Regions from separate parts of the Oryctolagus cuniculus genome. Here region 2 is linked to region 1. The links are chromatin contacts, called in public Micro-C maps. All regions are on one chromosome and are shown on one strand. Each heading gives the region's core, a stretch centred on a gene start, on an enhancer-like site or on the middle of the called end of the contact. The rest is flanking DNA. Distances are from core to core; before and after follow the strand shown. Region 1 overlaps EVA1C (eva-1 homolog C). Region 2 holds the start of EVA1C (eva-1 homolog C).

Region 1 (4,026 bases), core at 1,362-3,861:
AATGTACCAGGTGGCCCTCAGCACTTACTGTACATGTGACCCCCACAGAACCAAAGAAGTAAGAAGCCCTACACACCGAACCGAAACTCTACGTTCAGACAAAAAATAGTCATTCCCCCTCATCTATAGTTTTGCTTTTCACTGTTTCCGTTACCCACAGTCAGCCAGGGTCCAAAAATATACATGGAAAATTCCAGAAACAAACAACTCCCAAGGTTTCAGCTGTGCACTGTCCGAGGAGCGGGATGAAGTCTCACGCGGTCCTGCCGCATCCCGCTCAGCATGGGAACCATCCTCGTCTAGTGTTTCAGCACCCGCTCGGCGGTTAACTCAGCATCCCTCCATCGCAGATAGGCACGGTTATACAGCAAAACAAGTGCACGTACAGAAAGCTCATGGCAAGCAGAATTAAGAGGTAGTGCTAGGGCTGACGCTGTGGCGTAGCTGGCAAAGCCACTGCCTGTGACACTGGTACCCCATATGGGCACCGGTTTAAGTCCCAGCTATTCCACTTCTGATCCAGCTCCCTGCTAATGTGCCTGGGAAAGCAGCAGAAGATGGCCCAAGTGCTTGGGCCCCTACCATCCATATAGGAGACCTGGAAGAAGCTCTTGGCTCCTGGAGTTGGCCTAGCCTAGCCCTTCCAACCAATGGATAGAGGATCTCTCTCTCTGTCTCTGTCTCCCTCTCTTTATGTAATTCTGACTTTCAAATAAATAAATAAATAAATCTTTTTTTAAAAAAGCAAATTTTCCATGAACTTTTTGACGTCTCTCCTTCTAGGGTTTGGGACTCTGTGGTTTCAGGCACCCACAGGAGTCCTGGACGCATCCCCTGTGGATAAGGCCAGAGGCTGCAGGAGTAGGAGACCGATAGCCAAGAAAGCTTGCAAAGAGTTACTGTCTCTACTCCGCCTAGAGCTCATACAGTTTTGTAAAATAAACAAACAAACACATGAAGATCCCCAAAGGAGAAAGGCTGGAGAGATGACGAGAGCAAGTGCCAACACAGCTACGGGAACAGTAACAAAGCCCAGGGAAATGGGGAAACTCATTCAGAACCCAGGAAAGGCCGATGCAGGCAGCCCTGGCGGACCACTTTGAAGCTCTTGAATTGGGAGCATTCTGAAACACACACAAGAAAGGCTTCCACGGCACTGGCACTGTGGCGCAGCGGGTTAAAGCCCAGCCTGCAGAGCCAGCATCCTATACGGGCGCCGGTTCCAGTCCCGGGTGCTCCACTTCTGACCCAGCTCCCTGACAATGCGCCCTGGAAAGCAGCAGAGGAAGGACCAAGTACTAGGGCCCCTGCACCCACGTGGGAGACCTGGAGGAAGCCCGGGTCTTGGCTTTGGATCAGCTCAGCTCCAGCCACGATGGCCATCTGGGGAATGAACCAGCAGATGGAAGATCTCTCTGTAACTCTGTCTTCAAATAAATAAAATAAATCTTTTTAAAAAGAAAAAAGAAAGGCTGGCAGAGTTGCTTGGGTACCCAAGTTGTGTGTCACGGTTTACGCAGATAAACTGGTACAGAAAGTTTTGGGAAAGAACTCTGACAATGTGTACAAAGAATTATAAACATCCCCATGTCCTTTCCTGGTATGAAACTTCTGGGACTGTATCCCAAAGAAATAAGGCAGAAGAGAGCAAGACAAGCAAGAGCTCGTTATATATTGTTTATGATATTTGAAAATTGGAAACAACAACACAGAACCCGTCCACTGGGAAAGAGTTACACAAGTTGTGTAACATATCCTTTGAAGACATTAGGAAGTGACAAACACTCTCAGGATCTTGTTGGCCACACAGGGAAACACCCGTGCTATAAATTTGCGGGAAAAAAGTTAGAGTTGCCTGCTACGTAAAACTGTTCTTAGCCCTACAACCTGGATTTGGATGAAATCCAGAAAAATCCACATCTTTTCGCTGGATGGGCGAACGCTGTGGCTGACTCTGTGTGTCTCTACTAAATGTTACCATGTGTTTCTGCAGAGCAATCACAACGTGACGACGGTGGGATTTTAGAAAAACCGGAAGTTCTCTCTCTTGATAGCTGAGTGCTAAAGCCAAAGCCAGGCCGGCGCCGCGGCTCACTAAACTAATCATCCACCTTGCGGCGCCGGCACACCAGGTTCTAGTCCTGGTCGGGGCGCCGGATTCTGTCCCGGTTGCCCCTCTTCCAGGCCAGCTCTCTGCTATGGCCCGGGAGTGCAGTGGAGGATGGCCCAAGTGCTTGGGTCCTGCCCCATGGGAGACCAGGAGAAGCACCTGGCTCCTGGCTCCTGCCATCGGATCAGCGCGGTGCGCCGGCCGCAGCGCGCTGGCCACGGCGGCCATTGGAGTGTGAACCAACGGCAAAGGAAGACCTTTCTCTCTGTCTCTCTCTCACTGTCCACTCTGCCTGTAAAAAAAAATAAAAATAAAAAAATAAAAAGCCAAATCCAGCTGTTGGGAAAACCAAAGGGGTCCCTGGCCATGCAGCCGTTCACCAAAGCCCAGCTGGTCTTTCCCAACTATGCTTGCAAAGAAGTACCCACATTCTGAAGCTTGTGAGGTTTGGCCAGACGCTAGTTGACAGGCAATGGAAAAGTACAAGGATCACCCTCTGCAACCAGAAGTTCTGGGGTTCCGCCCGCTGAGCGCCCCAACAAGCCGCCCCTCTGCCGTCGCCCTACCAGACTCGCCCCAGCGTCTCTGGTTAGGTATAAATGGCTCTTCCCCGTCTTCAAAGCAATGCGGCTGAGCTGCAGTAATGACTGGAAATGCAGAGCACAGCTCACACACTGGCAGCCTGGGGCCCGGATGTGGCCTGTAGGCATGTTTTATTTGGCTCCCAGAGTGTTTTAGAAGTTGGAACATTTCACTTAAAGAAAAAAAAAACACACAGATTTCCAGCATTTCATGGGAGGTTGGAAGCTGTGACAGCACCAGACCCACATTCCCAGGCCGTGACCCGGCACCCACGACTCTGCAGGAACCCGACGTGGGCACCCCTACAGGGGCCCTGATTCATTCGAGCACCTCCAGGTTGGCACGGGTGCCCGCTCTGTGCCAGGAACCACTCCAGCTGCTGGGCTGGGAATTCCACAAACACAGTGCCTGCAAAGCTCAGCTTCTAAGGAGATGGGGACACATATGACATGGACTCTATCCAGCCAGGAAGAGAATCGGACAGAGCGATGGCTCCAGAGAGTCGGCAGGGACGAGGGCCATGCTGGCAGGTGTCCTGGGAAAGCTCTCTGAGATATGGATAGGGACAGAGCTTGTGTAAAGGCCCGGAGGTAGAGAGGGAAGGGGAGAGACAGGGGACAGAGCACAGCTGGAGACTGGGAAGGATGGGGGAGGCCATTTGGGGGGTGAACCAGCAGATGGAAGACCTCTCTCTGTGTCTCTCCCTCTCACTGTCTGTAACTCTACCTCTCACATAAATAAATAAAATCTTCAAGCTGAATGGCTAAGCCAGGACCAGTCTCCCGTTCACAGCCCATCCCCGCAGCATCAGTGAGGGCTGGTTACCGCCGGTGGCTCCCTCCAACTCTCCATGAAGTCTGTCTCCAGCCATGGCGTCTGCTGACACTGTCCTTGTCGGGTCACTTTTCCCACTGAAACCCAACCCCCATCCCACTAGGGACGTAAGGCGAACACAGAGCATTCAGCCGACACGTCTACGTACGTGGCCGAATGAATCCCGCTGGACAGAGTACCCGAAACAGTCACTTAGAACCGCTTCCCAAACAGGTATAGCAGGTGAGAGTTGGTGTACACCTGAGAAACGGGAGCTCCGCCCCCAAATTAAGACATGGTGGACGGAGCAGGTAGCAGAACCCATAAAGAACCTGCACGATCCCCAGGAACGTTCTAGAAAGACCTCCTTGAATAAAGAAAAAGTTAGGATTGAAAAGAAGAAAGAAGAATGAAAGAGAGAAAGCAAGCAAACAAAGAGGAGGAAAGGAGTGAGTTTCGGCAGCGAGAGTTCAGATCACCGGCGGCTCCTCCTGTAGCTCGGGAACCCAGATCACCCAGGG
Region 2 (4,034 bases), core at 289-2,788, 59 kb after region 1:
TGCTTCCTTGCCAAGGGCTCACATCAGGCAAGGAGACTACGAACGCGACTCAACTTTAATTCAACTTGGCCGTGGCCCTTGGGAGCCAGCAGCCAAGGGCTCCGCCGGCGCACGGCGGCGCTGGGGGCGCACGACGACAGAGCGCGCACTTACCGGAGAAGTCCGTGAGCGCTGCGATCTCTTTGGAGCACACCAGGACGGTGCAGTAGAAGAGGCGCAGGAACTGCCCCGGCGGCTCTACCTGCCTGCGGAGGCCGGGATGCTGGGCGGGCTGGGGCGCGGGCGGCGGGCGCGCGTGTCCCAGCAGGAGCATGGTGCGCGGCGGGGCGCGGGCCCGGGGCGCGCGGGGGATTGCCGGGCTCTGGGTGGCGTCACATGGCGGGGCGAGCGGGTGGCTAGCGGCTCCGCGGACCCCCCCGCCGCCTCCCGGCCCAGGCTGCCCGAGTCTCCTCCCCGGCGCGGCCGGGCCCCGGCTCCCCAGCAAAGGGGAGGGGGCGGAGACCTGGGGCGGGGCGAGGAGCCCCGGGAAGGATCCGCGTAGTTTCCCCGAGAGGAAATCTCCGCTGCCGCCGCCGCACCGGAGGAAGCGAGGGGGCTGGCAGGGAAAGCGTCGCCTTCGCGAGCCCCACGACTGCCGAGGTCGGTCCCTGGCGCGCTGCCCGCCGCCGCCAAAGGCGCTCCAAATAGCGTCCCAGGGCCGGGCAACGCCAGCGCCTTCCAGGCCGGGGTCGCAGCCCCGGAGACGACCCGTCACCCCGTGCCCGGCCCGCACTGGCTGCGTGCCAGCTCACCCCGGCCGCGGGAGGAGCGCGGCCAGTGCCCGTGACGCACTTTGGAGCCAGCGCCGCGCGTGCAGTGTGGGCGCCTCCAGGGCGGGGCGGAGCGGGGCCAGCGGGAAGGTGGGGTCCTGGAGGCGTGGGGTCGCGGCGCCGCCACCCCCGCTCCCGCCGGGCGGGGTGCCGGAGCGCGCGCACTCATCCTATGTCACAGAAAGCCACCCTGAGCCCCGGCGTTTAGCCCAGGTTCGCGCAACCTGGACAGGAACGAGCCAGGGGTCTCCACGCGGGGCTGATGGCTCCCGAGCGGGTTTCCTCTCTCTCTCTAGCCTCCTTCGGGTGCTGGTTGTCCTTAGAGCTGGGAGATTTGACACCTGACCGGGCGTACACAGCCGCCTGGCGCTCATAATTGGGCTTTGTTCTTTAAAATGGGCCACAGCATCTTTCTGAACCTCTCGATTACCGCGCAGTGTGACCCACGTTTGGGCACCGAATCCCCGGGGCGAGGAGCGGGGCTGCGAGGCCTTGGCACCCGGGAACCCATGACAAGTGTAGCGCGGGGGCCCCGCGGCCGCGCGCCCTGGGACCCCCCTTAGACCCGAACCCTGAGGCCCGGGCCGGGCCGGGCCGGGCCGGGCGGCGCCGGCGGGAGGGAGGAGGGCCCGGCGGGCGGGCGCTGGGCACAAAGTGTTCCCGAACACCGCGAAGGGCCTGCCAAGTTCGCGGCGGGTCTGACGCGGAAACGTAGATAATGAGGCCCCAGGGCGGGGCCGGGCGCGCGGCCCCGGCGGCCCCAGGGCTGCGAAGGCCCCGGCGAGGCCGCGGGAGAGCGAAAGCGGAGGCGCCGCCCGCGCCCGCGCCGGAGGTGAGCAGCCGAGCTGCGGAGGGGTGGATGCCGGCGGTGCCACTGTGTGCTCGCCTCGGGCTGGGGCCGCAGGACGCGGGGTCCCAGCCCCTTCCATCCGTCTGGGGATGAGCCGGTAAATGCTGAGCATGGGCGACCGTGGGCTGGGGACCCGGGCGCCAGGCACAGTGGTTTTGAAAATCTGTCTTAACAAGACTAGCTCTTAGCGTGCGTTTTTCTAGGCTGGGGCATCTGAGCCTGGAGGAGTCAGGCGAGGATGCCCCGCACTTGGGAGCCGTTCAATAAACCATGTTTGCTCAGAAACTCGGGTCCTTTTGTATTTTCTGTCCACTCCTCCGTCCAGTTGCGGGTGACCGTTCACTGCTAGGGGTGGGGACTGCTGGTCCAGGGAGGGGCCCCGCTCCCTGAGGGCTGGGCGTCTGCGCTGGCTTCCAGATGCCAGTGGGGGAGCTGTTACTGACAGTGGGTGCACCTGTCAAGTGGCTAAGGAGCAATCCGGGGTAGGCGGTGAGGACTTAGTGATGTGCCTGAAACAAGACCTGGAACACAGCAAGTGCTGGGTCAGTGTTGGCCATTATTACAGCCGGGAAGACACACGCTGAAGCCACCATGCGCTTTTATGGGGATGTGTGACCCAAGGGGTCTTGGAGGCGAAGGAGAGTCCCGGGAGATGCTAGGGAACACGTTTTAAGGCAAGATGAGGGAGGGAGCTGGGAAGCTGGCCCAGCAAGAGCAAGCTCAAGCCAGGTGTTTGCAGGAAATGAACAATTGAGGCAAAGGGACCGGCATGTTGAAATCCATTAGGAGTGTGGCCCTGTGGGAGAACAGAGAGAAGTGTGGCATGGCTGCAGCAGACCAAGGAGCAGGGTGTTGGCCAGGCCGGAGCCCAGGTCCCTGGAGACCTTGGGGATCAGTTCCGTCTTTACCTGCAGGTGATAAATGGTTGTCAGCAGCAGTGTGACATGACTAGATGCTCTGGCTGCTGAGTGCCAATGGACCGGAGGGGTCAAAAGTAGGTTCAGGGACCGGCGCTGTGGAGGAGCAGCTAAAGCTGCTGCCTGCAGAGCCAGCATCCCTTGTGGCATTGGCTCCAGTCCTGGCTGCTCCACTTCCCATCCAGCTCCCTGCTGAGGCACCTGGGAAGGCAGTAGAAGACGGCGCAAGTGCTTTGGCTCCTGCACCCATGTGGGAGACCCAGAAGAAGCTCCTGGCTTTTGGCTTTAGATCCACCCAACTCTTGCCATTTCGGTCATTTGGAGAGTGAATCAGCGGATGGAAGAAAGACCTCTTTCTCTGCCTCTCACTCTGTCACTCTGCCTTTCAAATAAATAAGTCTTTAAAGAAAAGCTATGCACACCCTTCTGTGTACTTTATCAACTCTAGATTATTCATGGTACCTAATGCAATGTAAATATTATATAAATAGTTGTTTTATTATATTGTTTAGAGACTAAGAGAAAAAAAATCTTTACATGTTCAGTGCAATGCAGATTTTCCCCCCAAATATATTTCAGTGGGTACGGTTCCAGATACATTTCCAGTAAATTTCAGTTTCCAATACAGATGGAAGGCCAACTGTGTAGACCTCAAGGAATTGAAAGCGGAGACTCAAGCAGATCCGTATACACTGACGTTCATGGCAGCGTTACTCACAGTAGCCAAAGGTAGAGGCAATCTCAAGTCCATCAGAGAGTGAGTGAGTGGATAAACAAGAGCGTGCCCGGGGCCAGAGCTGCGATGTAGCAAGTTGCCGCCTGAAGTGCTGGCAACTCACATGGGCACCAGTTCAAGTCCCGGCTGCTCCATTTCCAATCCAGCTCTCTGCTATGGCCTGGGAAAGCAGTAGAAGATGGCCCAAGACCTTGGGACCCTGCGTCTGCATGGGAGACCCAGAAGAAGCTCCTGGATCCTGGCTTCAGATCGGTGCAGCCCTAGCCGTTGTGGCCAATTGGGGAGTGAACCAGTGGACGGAAGACCTCTCTTTCTCTCTCTCTCTGCCTCACTTTCTCTCTGTATTTAACTCTGATTTTCAAATAAGTAAATAAATGTTTTTTTAAAAAGTCAATAATGTAATATATAAAAACCACTGAATTATACACTTAAGTGGATGAGTGGTATGGTATGTGAATTATGTCTCAATGAAGCTGTTAAAAAAAAATCAAACAGGCAGGCATTTGGCATGACAGTTAGCCACCTGGGACACCAGCATCCCATGTCTGAGTGCCTGGGTTCAAATCCCAGCTCTGTTCCTGATCCCAGCACACCCTGGGGGGCAGCAGATGGTGACTCAAGTACTTGGGTCCCTGCCACCCCTGTGGGAGACCCGGATTTCCATGCTTTAGTTTTGACTTGGCCCAGTCCCAGCTGCTGTGGGCATTTGGGGAGTGAACCAG

The links. Hi-C and Micro-C count contacts between places; a contact is called where the count stands out from the background.
Region 2: a Micro-C map of ear pinna shows a contact between it and region 1, with 2.7 times the contacts expected there. The contact joins the promoter of EVA1C here to the enhancer-like site in region 1. A contact is called at or near these places in 2 of 6 Hi-C or Micro-C datasets (ear pinna and an unstated tissue).

Annotation. Positions count from the first base shown.
Region 1 is chr4:12,418,335-12,422,360 of mOryCun1.1, forward strand. All of the region lies in intron 2 of EVA1C (eva-1 homolog C), which reads right to left. Among named protein-coding and RNA genes, the nearest start is that of EVA1C, 60 kb to the right of the region's middle. Within about 2 kb of position 2,612, at least 1 of the 8 cell types and tissues checked has an H3K27ac peak or open chromatin away from gene starts, as enhancers often do. A contact at or near this core is called in ear pinna, where this site is marked.
Region 2 is chr4:12,478,723-12,482,756 of mOryCun1.1, forward strand. It overlaps EVA1C (eva-1 homolog C), which reads right to left and starts at 1,539. Exons shown (of 6, transcript XM_051859497.2): 1 at 154-1,539. The coding sequence starts at 313.